2 separate regions of the Mus musculus genome follow, and region 1 is linked to region 2. Evidence: chromatin contacts called from public promoter capture Hi-C data. All regions are on one chromosome and are shown on one strand. The core of a region is the stretch at or near the end of the contact, and the rest is flanking DNA. Distances in the headings are between cores, read along the strand shown.

What was found. Promoter capture Hi-C pulls out the DNA fragments that hold promoters and counts their contacts.
Region 1: a promoter capture Hi-C map of neutrophils shows a contact between it and region 2, with 2.9 times the contacts expected there. The contact joins the promoter of Gna12 here to the promoter of Psmg3 in region 2. A contact is called at or near these places in 4 of 39 promoter capture datasets (hippocampal neurons, liver, neutrophils and 1 more) and 1 of 115 datasets of contacts at active chromatin or transcription factors (pancreatic cancer cells).

The regions. Positions count from the first base shown.
Region 1 is chr5:140,825,430-140,832,047 of GRCm38.p6, reverse strand. Gna12 (guanine nucleotide binding protein, alpha 12) reads left to right here and starts at 1,617. Exons shown (of 4, transcript NM_010302.2): 1 at 1,617-2,054. The coding sequence starts at 1,752.
Region 2 is chr5:139,822,017-139,828,252 of GRCm38.p6, reverse strand. Psmg3 (proteasome (prosome, macropain) assembly chaperone 3) reads left to right here and starts at 1,359. Exons shown (of 3, transcript NM_025604.4): 1 at 1,359-1,531; 2 at 1,889-2,125; 3 at 4,180-4,640. The coding sequence starts at 1,910. The coding sequence ends at 4,332.

The DNA.
Region 1 (6,618 bases), core at 368-2,867, 1.0 Mb before region 2:
CTTGGCTGTAATTTTCCCAGCCTGAGATAAATGAGACCTCTCTTAAAAGACAATAAACCGTGAGCTGGGGTGATCCCTTAGTGGGTACAGCATTGGCTTCAAAGGAGTGAGGACCTGTGTTCAGATTCGCTAGAATCCACACACAGCCAGACGCAGTAGCAGGCATCTGTACTCCAAGCAAGATGGGAAGTAGAGATGGGCTATCTTCAGTTTCTGAGCCAGCTACCCCAGCATATGCAATGGCAAACAATAAGAAACCCTGCCTCACACAAGGTGGAAGGCAAGGGCCAACACCAAAGGTTGTCTTCTGTTTGTAATAGAAAGTGGGATATGGAACAGGTACACATATTGAAAAAAAACATTTTGAGACAGAGTCAAGCTTTAGTCCAGGCTGGCCTCAAATTCCATATTTTCCTGTCTCGGGCTCTCTCAATACTGGGATTATATCACACAAGCTTGACCTCCTCTTGCAACATCATCTCTAGCCAAGATGGTGAGAGAGTTACTATGTAGCCCTGGCTGGCTTCAAACTCATCTCAATTCTCTTGCTTCTGTAATGATTCTCCATGCAGCACCAACACCCTTCAGACACCACACTTCAGACCACTATTCCACATCAAACTGCCTGAGTGATTATGACAAACACAGATGTGTGTGTGCGCGCTCGTGCATGTGTGTGCAAGTGTGTGTGTGTGTGTGTGTGTGTGTGCGCGCGCCAGTGCACATACATACAAAGGCCAAGAAGTCGCTCAACTGCCTCCCCTCTGTAACGTTTCAAACAGCTTCTCTCACTGAACCTTAAGCTTATCATTGGGGCTAGGATAGCTGCACAGCAAGTTACTGGAATTGGTCTTATCTTGGGTTTTGAGAGGTGGGGTTACAGGCACAACTGGAAATTTGAACTCATGTCCTCACACTTTCACAGTTCTTTCCCACTGAACCATCTCCCCTTAATCATATTTTAAGAAAGTGCCTAGGGAGACCCATACAATAATTTTGTTTGTTTGTTTTCTCCTTATTTGGGGCCCATGTAACACTCAAAGCAGCTTTTGTTTGAAAATGATGACCCACCCTGCTTCAATGTTTTTGGAAGGAAAACGACTGAGCTTTCTCCCTAAACTTAAGAGCAGGAGGACCTCATCGCTATTTCCCAACTTTGCAGCCACATCTTGGGCTCACAGCCGGACCAACCTGGGAATCAAGGCAGAGAGTCACTCTGTACACCTGGCACTTTTGGCCTCGCCCCATTTCCCACAACTTCCAATCCCAAGCGTAGTTATTGTGACTGACAAACGATCAGAGCACTTCTAATTGGTTGCGAAGGGCTTCAGCTCCTCCTCCTCAATGGCCCCACCTCCCTTTCATTCTGAAAGAAAGAAGTTTGCTCAGCAGTCCAATAAGAAGCTCCCTCATCGAAAAGATCCCGCCTTTTTCGGCACCGGCTCCGCCCCAAGGACCACAGGAGTGCCCGCCTCCTCCAAGGCACGCTTGTCCAGTAAAAAAGCGCGCTGCCCAAGATAGAAGACTTCCCAACCAATAAAAGAGTTTCTGCGCGGCGCCGCCCCGCCCTCCGCGCCTTCCCCTCCGCCCCTCAGCCGGCCCGGCGAGTGAGGGCCTCGGGGCGGCGGCGGCGGACGCAGCCTGAGGGAGCGGCGGGCGGGGCGGCGCCTGGCCCGGCAGGGCCGCGCCGGCTGAGGGGCGTCCATGGCGCGCGGGCCCCAGCGGGGCGCGGCCGCGGCCTGAGGGCGGCCATGTCCGGGGTGGTGCGGACCCTTAGCCGCTGCTTGCTGCCGGCCGAGGCCGGAGCCCGCGAGCGCAGGGCGGGCGCGGCGCGCGACGCGGAGCGCGAGGCCCGACGGCGCAGCCGCGACATCGACGCGCTGCTGGCCCGCGAGCGGCGCGCGGTGCGGCGGCTGGTCAAGATCCTGCTGCTGGGCGCCGGCGAGAGCGGCAAGTCCACCTTCCTCAAGCAGATGCGCATCATCCACGGCCGGGAGTTCGACCAGAAGGCGCTGCTGGAGTTCCGCGACACCATCTTCGACAACATCCTTAAGGTGACGCGCGGCCCCGCCCACACACACCTGGTCCAGGTGGCGCGCGGGCCCCGCCCCCTTTGTTCTCCACGGACCCGCGACCCTGCCACCCGGCGCCCCTCCCTTCCAATAGGGACCTCAAGCAATGCAGTTGGGGTTACTCCCGTGACCTCCCAGGGGCGCGATAGATTTGCAGAGCCCTGGACGCTTGGGGACCGTGGGAATGCAAGCTGGACCACTCTCAGGGACTTGGGTTACAAATAGGGTGTTAGGGCTGGACACGTGGATTGAGGGTCGCCAACTCTCCCTGTCCCTCCAGCATGCAAAGTTTATAGTGTAGGTTGGAGGACATCAGCCTTCGTTTTTTATTTGTAAATGAGAATTGACCATTTTATTCCCCCCACCACACACACACACACACATTATATCATATACCCCAGACTGGCCTTGAACTCACTCTGTAGCTAAGAATGACCTTGAACTCCTGATCCTTTCTCTCCTCAACTTCTCAAATCCTGGAATTACAGAGGAGGAGGGCGCTGTGTCACCATACTTTGTTCGTGTAGTGCTGGGATTGAATCCAGAACTTCATGCGTGCTAGGGAGGACATTACTAACTAGACTAAGTTGCCAGTGTTTGTATTTTTGAGATAGGGAGTCATGAAGCCCAGGCTGGCCTTGCCATGTAGACAAGGCTGACCTTAAACTCCTTATCCTTCTGACCCGTCTCCCCAGTGGTAGGATTACAGGCATGTGCCACCCATACTTTGTTCTTTAAACCTTTTAGTATGGTGATTTAACATACACACCAAGTTAGGTGAGATGTTAGAAGGAGCTTCGAGACACCCACTACCCAGCATTGAAACAAGGGTCAGTTCTGTGCCAATCGTGTTCGTCCCTAACCACCTCCCTACCTGTACCCCCGGCCTCACCCCGACCCCAGTCTCCAAGTTAATCCAAGATATATAGTTGTATTAGAAAACATCTTGGTATGTGACACTAAACCTGCTTTAAAAGCATATGTACAGGACCATTATAGAACTAAAAAAAGGAAGAGGAAAAAAAAAATTAGACTAGGAATATGGTTCAGTGGGAAAGCACCAGTCTAGCAAGTACAAGCCCAAGGCGTCCAACCTCTACACTGCAAAACACAAAAACAAAGAACCTTCCAGAAGCCTTCTCATGTCATTCAGGGTCCACGTGTCCTTCATTGTTGCATAGTTGTTTTGTCTGTTTGAACTAGATGCAATAATCCTCATGTGGTAATGAACTCAAGGTCCTGTCCCTTGTGCCTTTTATATTCTGTGCCGTATATGTGAAAGAAACAGTCATGTTGACAGAGTCTAGGATCAGTGTTAATACAGTGAGTCTTTGCAGAAGGGTCAAAAAGAAAGTTGTGGAGAACTGGGCCTGTAGCTCTGTAAGTCTCTTCCAATGTGCATAAGGCCCTGGGTTGAGTGTGGGATAAACTGGTCAAGGTAGCATTCTCCTGCATTTTGAGATTCTCCTGCACTGTGGAGGTAGAGGCAGGAGGATTTAAGTTCAAGGCTTAGCTGCATGGACGGTTTGAGGCTAGCCAGGACTATGTGAGAGCCTGTCTCAACATTGGAATAAGATGTAGCAAAAGTCTAGACACAGAGTCTATTCTGCACCTAGATTAGCTTCCTCGTCAAGTTTCTCATCTCTCTTTTTCTTCTTGATTCTTTCCAAGCCCCTGGTTTTTTGGGGGGTGGGGGGACAGGTCTGAGGAACACGGTTTCAAGCAGGTAGAGAGGTTTGTCTTATCAGAAAAGCTACCCTCGAAACTAGATTTTTACAGGGCCTTGGTTTTTTTTTTTTAAGTTAGCAAGGGGACGCAGAAGCCCATCTGGGACACGTCTTTCAGTTCGGCCTTGAGAAACCTTGGTGTAGGGCGGTTGGGCTGGGATCCTGGGAGCCAGACTTCCGGGCCAACACTCCCACACTCAACATGTTTGTTACTAAATGTTTCATTTTAATACAAGTAGCTCCTCTGGGTTCAAGATGGGGAAAAAATCTTATGAAGGAAAAATCACACACTTTTCACCTTCCAGAGAGAGCCTCGGGGAAGCAAGGGGTTCTGGCCAAGTGCTTCATAAACATTAATGCAAACCTTAAAGGGATGGGTATATTGTTCAGAATTCCCGGCATCTTCAAGGATTTTGTAAAACTTGACTGTCACTCAAGGCCTGTTTTCCAGCATCTCCTTTAAGGAGCCTGGTTTTATTTTTGCTGCTTTTCTGAACCCCAGAGCCAGGTAGGCTTGGAGGGCTCAGTTTCTTTCAGCTTGGGAGGCAGAAAAACTATTTGGGAACATAGATCTCAAGTCTACTTTGCTCTATTAAGTGCGTTTTAGAGAAGTCAGTCTCCTTCCTGTGCTCATCAGCATCCCCTTTTCCTGGCTTCCTGTGCTCATCAGCATCCCCTTTTCCTGGCTTCCTCTATGATTTTGTTGAAAATATCGTCTGGGTCTTGTAGTTGGAAATCTTCTCCTTCTGTTCCTATTATTCTTAAATTTGGTCCTTTCATCCTGTCCCAGATTTCTTGGGTGTTTTGTGCCATGAACTTTTTAGATTTAGCTTGCTTTTTTTGACATAAAACCTCTTCCTGAGTCCTTCCATCTCCAGGACTCCCTCAGTTTGTGTTGTCTTTATTGCTTCTAGTCCCATTCTCAGGTCTTGGACAGTTTTATTCGTTTCCTTCACCGGTTTGATTGTATTCTCCTTAAGGGATTTATATATCTCCTCTCTATAGGCCTCTATCATCTTTATAAGATTGGATTTAAGGTCATCTTGTACTTTGGCTATGTTAGGATATCCAGGGCTTGCTGTAGCAGGGTAACTGGTCTCTGGTGATGCCATGTTGCCTGGCTCTTGTTGATTGTGTTCTTACACTGCCCCTTAGCTATTGTCCCTCTTGTTGTCTGGATGTTCTCAATGTCAGCAGGACTCCTGGGGAGGCAGGCAGAGCCTGAGAGTGGATCAGTGGATCGCAGGAAACAGGACACTGCTCACCTCTGCTGGCTGTGCCCCAGTGGACCTGGCAGGCTGGGGATTAGTGGGGAGGGTTATAAGCTGGATGTTCCTGCCCCTTACTCCCCCCTCAGACCTTGGGGTGGGAGCAGAACAGCAGGGAAAACCATGGGCCAACAATCTTTTACTGGCTTCCTTAGCAACAGAAGCAGGACTTGTTAATAAGGACTCTGCTTGTTTGGTTTGATACAATGCCTTTTTTTAAAACTGGATTCATTTTTTTTTTTTTTTAGTAATAATTTAAAATTTTTAGTCCTTTACAATTTCATACATGTATAAGATGTCTTTTGGTTATTTTTAGACCCTATCACTCTCTTCCATTCCCCTCCTAGTCCCACTGAGCCCCTTCTAACAAATCCCTCTTCTACTTCCACACCATCTTTTCTTCCCAACTATTTTACTCATTATTGAACATGTTTCATCTGCTGTAATTAATTAGAATTTAATTTTTCAACCTTAAACCCCTCCCACTCCTCTTCCCATCCTGGCATTATCACTCAGTTTGCCCAATTCTCTCATTTTGTCAGCTCAGGAATATTGGTTCAGTGGGTAAGGGCACTTGTTTTGCAAGCAGGGGTCCTGAATTCAAATCCCAAACACCCATGTAAAAAGCTGGGCAGGGCCTGTGAACCCCAGCATTGAGGCACCAGAAACAGATGTGGCTTGCTTGACAGCCAGACTGGCAGGAATGAGCTTCCAGTATACTGGAGACTCTTTCTTATGGCAATCAGGCAGAAAGTGATAGAGGAAGACACCTGATGTCTTGTTCTGGCCTCTGTGTGCACCCCACATACTCATGTGTGTGCACTACACACCACACATAATATTCTATAAATGGAATTTGCGCAGTGTGAGCTTTTGGAGTTGACTTTTATCAGAACATTTCTGTGGCAATCCCTGTGTAAGCAACTGCACATGGCAGTAATTCCAGCCTTATTGCTGAGTAATGGTCCACCTTTCCGTTCACCTGGTGAGGGGTGTCTGGGCTCTTCCCACCTTCTGGTTAGTATAAATAGGCCTTCTGAAAACATTCATGTGCATTCTTTTAGTTTGGTTGGTCGATTGATTAGTCATGACACAGTCTCATGTAGCCTAGGCTAGCCTCAAACTTAGCATGTTACTGAGGCTGGCATTGAACTGACCTTCCTGATTCTCCCTTCCAAGTGCTGGGATGACAGGCGTGGACTGCCATGTTCCATCTACATTTTTTTGTCCATGTCTATGTATTCATGTGTCTGGGATGAATATTCAACAGTGTGGTAACCAGGTCATACTGTAGTGGTGTGTTCGTTCTGATAAGAAGCTGCCTAGCTGTTTCCCAAAGGAGCTTGTGCATCCCTTGTCAGTCTCTCTGCATCCCTGATGGCATTAGGCCTTAATCACTGTCTTCCTTCAGCTGTTCTTAGAGGTGTATGTTGTGTTTTCTTGCAATGTTAATTTCCATTTCCCTGCTGCTAATGATGCTGAAAATCTTATTTTTGCCTTTCACCCTCTTTGGGGAAAAGTTTGTTTATTTTTGTCCCTCTTCTAATTAGG
Region 2 (6,236 bases), core at 110-2,609:
CACACACACACACACACACACAGGAACCCACACACAAAAGAGTGAGTTTATGTTATTCTTGAAAGTAGATGAAACCGAAGATAATCGTGTTAAGCAAATTATGCCAGTCTCAGAAAGACAGACACCATATGTTTTCTCTGACTGGTGGGGCCTAGATTTTACATAGTCACACTGAACCGTGTGTGTGTGTGTGTGTGTGTGTGTGTGTGTGTGTGTGTGTGTGGTGTACATTTAAGAAAACAAACAGGAAGGAGGGGAGAAAAGGGAAGATAGAGGGAAGGGGGATATGCTCAATTTACAGTCTATAATTTTAAGAAAAAAGTGCTTTGATTTAACAGGTCACCATTAAGAGCACCACTTGTTGCTCTTGCTGAGGACCAGGTTCAGTTCCCATCACCTACATGGCAGCACATAACTGTCTGTAACTCCAAATCTAGGAAACACAACACCCTCTTCTGGCCTCTGTGGGTACTGCATGCACATGACACCATATACAGGAAGGCAAAAATACTCATGCAAATAAATAAACAAACAAACAAATACTGTTTAATTCTTTTAAGTATTCTGCAAGATGAACAATAATTAGTGTAAATGAGACTTGCTCCTCGATACCCACAAGAAAAAAGGAAAAAAATGAAAGAAAGAGGGAAGGAGAAAAAAATGATGGTTGGGATTTGGCTCAGTTTGTGAATGCTTGCGTAGCATACATAAACTCCTGGATGTTATCCCCACACCAGCAAACCATGTGTGGGGTGTGTTCCTGTCATCCCTGCACTTGGAAGGAGAATCAGGAGTTCAATATTTTCCTTGATCAACCTAGGGTACTTGTGACCCTGTCTCAAAAAACAGAAGAGGAGGGGGAGGAGGAGAAGAGGAAAAGAAGGAGGAGGAGGAGGAGGAGGAGGAGGAGGAGGAGGAGGAGGAGGAGGAGGAGGAGGAGGAGGAGGAGGAAATAATCCTAGAACTCGGGAGGATATGTGAGTTTGAGGCCAGCCTGGTCGACATAGTGAGTTCCAGGACAACTAGGGCTACACGGAGATACCGTGACTAAAAGAGGCAAAACTGACAGACAAACAGACGAAACAAGTTACTGTATATTAAGTGTGCCTTAGCCAAAGCCAGGTACACACCAAGTGAAAACAAATATTAAAATATTAATAATATTAAAACAAATATTATTTTGTGTCCACAGCTAGGACACAAAGCTCCCTACACAGGTGGTCAAGCACCGCCACCGAGATCCTGGAGCTCGGAGAGGCACACTGTCCCTTTAACACGAAGCCTGGACGGCTCCTTTGCAGCACGGAACCTTAGGCCCTGGGACTGCCGTGGCCTACGGACCTTAGGCCCAACGGACAGGAACCGGAAGTTCTCGCCGGGACTTCTGCTAAACCATTGCTGGCTTAGTTGCTCCCTGAAACCGCTTTCTGGCGCTGCTGGTGGGGTGAGCGCTGGTTGCCGAGGGTTTCGGTCCCAACTGCTGTCAGTAGTGATCCAGCCATCCCCAGTCCTGCGCCGTCGGGGCTCCCCGGTGAGCTCGGCCGTTTTCCTCATCCCTGATAATCTGGAAGTGGGACAGCTAGTCGCGGGGATGGCGGTCATCGCAAGCAGTGCGGCGGGACAAAGACGCTCACAAAAGCCCGCACGAGCATGCGCGCACTCGCTTTTGGGTTGGGGCGTGGTATTGATAACAGGGTCTCCCCCATGTAGCTCAGGCTGGCCTCGAACTGGGACTTCTCCAGCCTCAGCGTCCCCTGTCCTGGGATGGCAGACATGTGCCACCACGTGCAGCTTGGAATGGGCCGCTTGTCATTTCTGCTGTCGAGCTCCAGGTTGTGTCCGATTCTGATTGCTCCATCCCTTGTTTTCTTTTCTTTTAAAACTAAAGCCTCCGCTGAAGAACGGGACCATGGAAGACAAACCACTGGTAGTATCTAAACAGAAGACAGAAGTGGTGTGCGGTGTGCCCACCCAGGTGGTCTGCACGGCCTTCAGCAGCCACATCCTAGTTGTGGTGACCCAGTTCGGGAAGATGGGTACGCTAGTGTCCTTGGAGCCCAGCAATGTGGCCAATGACATCAGCAAGCCAGTGCTCACCACGAGAGTCCTCCTCGGGCAGGACGAGGTAATGGGAGTTGAGAGCATCTTTTTTTCTGCTGTCATTTGTCCATAGGGATATGGGGTGCCTGATAGGCACAACTCCATACGTACCCAAACTATGCGCAGTGAGCATTTTCCAGGGCCATTCTGGACTGAGGGTGTCCTGGCTGGCTCGAGTGATGCTTTTCCCAGCGTGTTAGCATTTTACTCAACACTCGGGGAGGGATTGATTTTTATGACATAGCCATTTCCTCAGTTTGACCCTGTCCTGATGGCTCTATGTTTATGTCTGCTTCTTGAGTCTTGACAACAGTTCCCTTTGCAGGCCTGTCTGTCTTGATTAGGAGTAACCAGAGAGACGGTAGGCAGAGGTACCAAGGAAAAGTCTTAATACTGCCTCCTGGGCAGTTCCCTCTGTCTGCTTTATGCAGTCCACGTGGTGCTCTGAATCACTGTTGTCCTAGCTTAGGGGGTTTGGGGAAAGCGTGAGACGCTGGCCTAGGTCTCTTAAGGAAAGCATTAGGAGCAGACAGTGTTTGTCCCCAGTGTGACTATACACACCTGTAATCCTTTCAGGGGGAGGCTGCGGCAGAAAAATTGCTACAAGTTTGTGATCAGACTGAGCTGAGGCCAGCTAAGGGATAGACCTTATTCTCCCTGCATAAGCAAAAAAGAAGGAGAAGAAATAAAGCAAACTACTGGTTATGGTGACATGCTGGCTGCTGTAGTCCCAGCACTTGGGAGGTGGGATCAGGAGAATCAGGGTTCAGTTTCATTCCCATAAGGCTTGCTTGGGCTACATGACACCCTCTGTTAGAAAGGCAGGGAGCATTGAGTTGGCTCAGGGGCTAAAGGGTATGCAAGCCTGATAGTCTGAGTACAGTCTCACAATCCCACAGTGGACAGAGAAAGCTGACTGCTACAAGTTGTATTCTTTTATATGTGTGTGTATATGTGTATATATATCATAAATATAATATATATAATATTATATATGATATGTTTATTATATTCTATATAGATACATAAAGATATCTATATAAAATGTTATAATAGTCATTTATAATTTTAGTAGAGCCTAATTAGCCATGTGCTCATGTTTAATCTTGGCACTTGGGAGATGATTGTAGGCCTAATCTCCATGGCAAGTTCCAGATCAGACAGGGCTACGTAGTGAGCTCTCATCTCAACAGCAATTAATACAGCTGTACATAGTAAGCTCTTGTCTCAACAAAACCAAATGAATGAATGACTAAGTAGCTCTCAGCAATGGAGACTGAGGAAGTGGCTCAGTTCATACAGTGCTTGCAAGCACAGCCTGAGAGTCCTCAGAACTCACAAGAAAGCTGGGTGTGGGGCTCAGCGTGGTGCAGACCTTTCCTCCCAGCGCTGGGGGCTGACTCAGGCCGGTCTGTGCAAGTGTGCGGCCAGCTTCATCTACATACCAAGTTCTAGCAAGGGCTGCTTGGAGAGACCCTGTCCCCCAAAGGGAAAACGAAGAAACCCTGCGGCGAGGGCGGGGACAGGAGGATCCCGGGGCTTGCTGGTTAGGCAGGCAGTTGGGCCTAATTAGTGACTTACAGGTCAAGAAGAGATGCTGTCCCAGAGTAGACGGCTGGTGTTCAGGATGATTCCTGAGGTTGTCCCCAGGCCGCCTCAGACGTGCACATGCTCACACTCAAAAAAAAAAAAAAAGGACAAAGAAATGAAACTGGATATGATAGCACATGTCCAGAAATCCCAGCTCTCAGGAGGCTGAGGTAGGAGGATTGCCATGAGTTCAAGGCCAACCTGGGCTAAATGAGTTCCATGATACTACAAAAAATGACAACCTGTCTTTAAAAAAAAAAAAAAAAAACAAAACAGAGCCAGGCATGGTGGCGCACGCCTTTAATCCCAGCACTTGAGAGGCAGAGGCAGGTAGATTTCTGAGTTCGAGGCCAGCCCGCTCTACAAAGTGAGTTCCAGGACAGCCAGGGCTACACAGAGAAACCCTGTCTCAAAAAACCAAAATAAATAAATAAAAACAGATGAGGTTTCCTGCAGTCACAACCCTGTCTTCCTCTCCCTCCCTCCCAGCCTCTCATCCATGTCTTTGCAAAGAACCTGGTAGCATTTGTGTCGCAAGAAGCAGGAAACAGAGCCGTCCTGCTGGCCATGGCTGTGAAAGACAAGAGCATGGAGAGGCTCAAGGCATTGAAGGAAGTGATCCGGCTGTGCCAGGTGTGGTGACCTGCCGTTAGCAGTGCCAGACACAGACGTATGGACGCTCGGTGAGCGGGGCCTTTGAGACCCATCTTTCCAGCGCCAGGAGAGAGCTCATTCCAGGGCCTTTAGTCCTCAAAGCTGGAAACAGCACTCAAGTCTCAGGGACTCTCCCTGCGTGGCTACTGTGTTCTGCCTTGGGCACTGGAGCGGGGCTGGGCTGCAGCAGCTGCATCCACTGAGTGGAAATGAGCGGCCGGTTATGAGGACAAGTAATCCTGGGTGTGCAGGAGCACTTGTGGGAAGATTTTTTTATTAAAAATAAATCTAAAGTACTTGGCTGGCCTTCTCAGTGATCCTGAGACATCATGGGCATATGTTCTAGGTTCACTTCAGGACACCTGAGGTGGGAGGGAAACCTGTTCGGCAAAAGTACAGTACGTGGTTGCTGGGTGTGAGGTAGATCCTAGGTGTGCATTCAGCCAGCATTGGGTGCCGTCCCTCCCGTGCTGGGGGCATGGACCAAGCCTCAAGTTACAGAATATGGTGAGAGACAGACATGCAGACACTGGACATGCAGCAAGCAGAGCAAAGGTGGCCATGCTGGTGGGTCCCTAAGGATGAGCTGGGTGGGAGAGCCTGGGATGCGGGTGGCAGGCAGAGGCAAAGGGTGACCCTGAGCTCAGAGAGGAGGAGGGGTTCCGACATTAGGCTGGCATTTGTTCCGAGTTGCCCTGTTGGTGCCCATCCCTCTGAAGAGTGGCATCCTGAGACCTGGGGTCTCCGGCCACAGGGATGGGGGTGGCCCCTGATCACAGTTGAGTGGGAATTTCTGATTCCAATGGAGAATCTGCTCTGACATTCTCATGGTCACCAGTGGAGAGGAGACCACAGAAAGGCCGGGTAGAGAACCTTTCTCTAGGTCCAGGGATGACCAGTAAGCTTGGCTGGCCACTTTCCACTTAGGTTAAGTCAGGACTAGCTGGCCTCAAGTCTTGATCCTCGTGCAGGTCGATGCCTGCTGTGTACTGAGTCCTGTTCCCCTTGGGAAGCTTGGGACCTCTCCAGGGATAAATGAGGAGGGCTGTAGGCTGAAACCAGGTCACCTGGGATGGGAGTAGGGACTGCAGACTTGACTCGGGATCACCCTTTGGTCTCTTGCCTCCCAACACCCCACGGATTTCCCATCCATCGGAATCCACCTGCATGGCCACCTTTTCTCTGCTTACCACATGCCCAGTGTCTGCCAGACTTCTGGAAGGTGTCACTGCCTAGAGCAGGAGTATCCCAGAGCCTCTGAAGGCCCTGTTCCTACCGCAGCTCCCAACCACCACCTCATCACACCCCCATTCCTGATAGGCACCTCCCTCACACCTCTTTCCCCTTAGTCCATCCTTTCCCAGACCCTGGGTAGGCTGGTGTTGGGGTCTGGCACCCACCCAGGTGCCCCTTCTGTAACCTCTTACCCATCACTCCCAGTTGCCATCAGCCTCTGGAGAGCATGGACCACCAGGAATCTCCCAGGCCACTCAGATGAAGGAAAGACCTGCATTGGGTACACACAGTTGGCAGATCCAGCCAAAGCAGGACTTGCTCAGGGAGCCCTGTGCGGTGGCTCTGTACAAAGGTCTCTGGTATCAGCCTGCGATTATTCAGATAAACAACCAACCTGCTAGCCCCAGCCTCACTATCTTAACAGATAGCACTCTGGGCGGGGCTCAAGGCCAGGTCCAAGTTCAGGTTTGTGCCTTTCTAAGCAGACAACAAAGCCAGATCACATGGCCCCATCTGGTGACCCATCACATCCCTTTCAACAACTTATCCCTGACATCTGCCTGCCTCCAAGAGGCCAGGCCTTGCAGCAGCTGCTCCCAGGTGGAGCAGCTGGACACTTGCCCTGTTGCTCCCAGCCACGGGGCCCTGTGACAGCT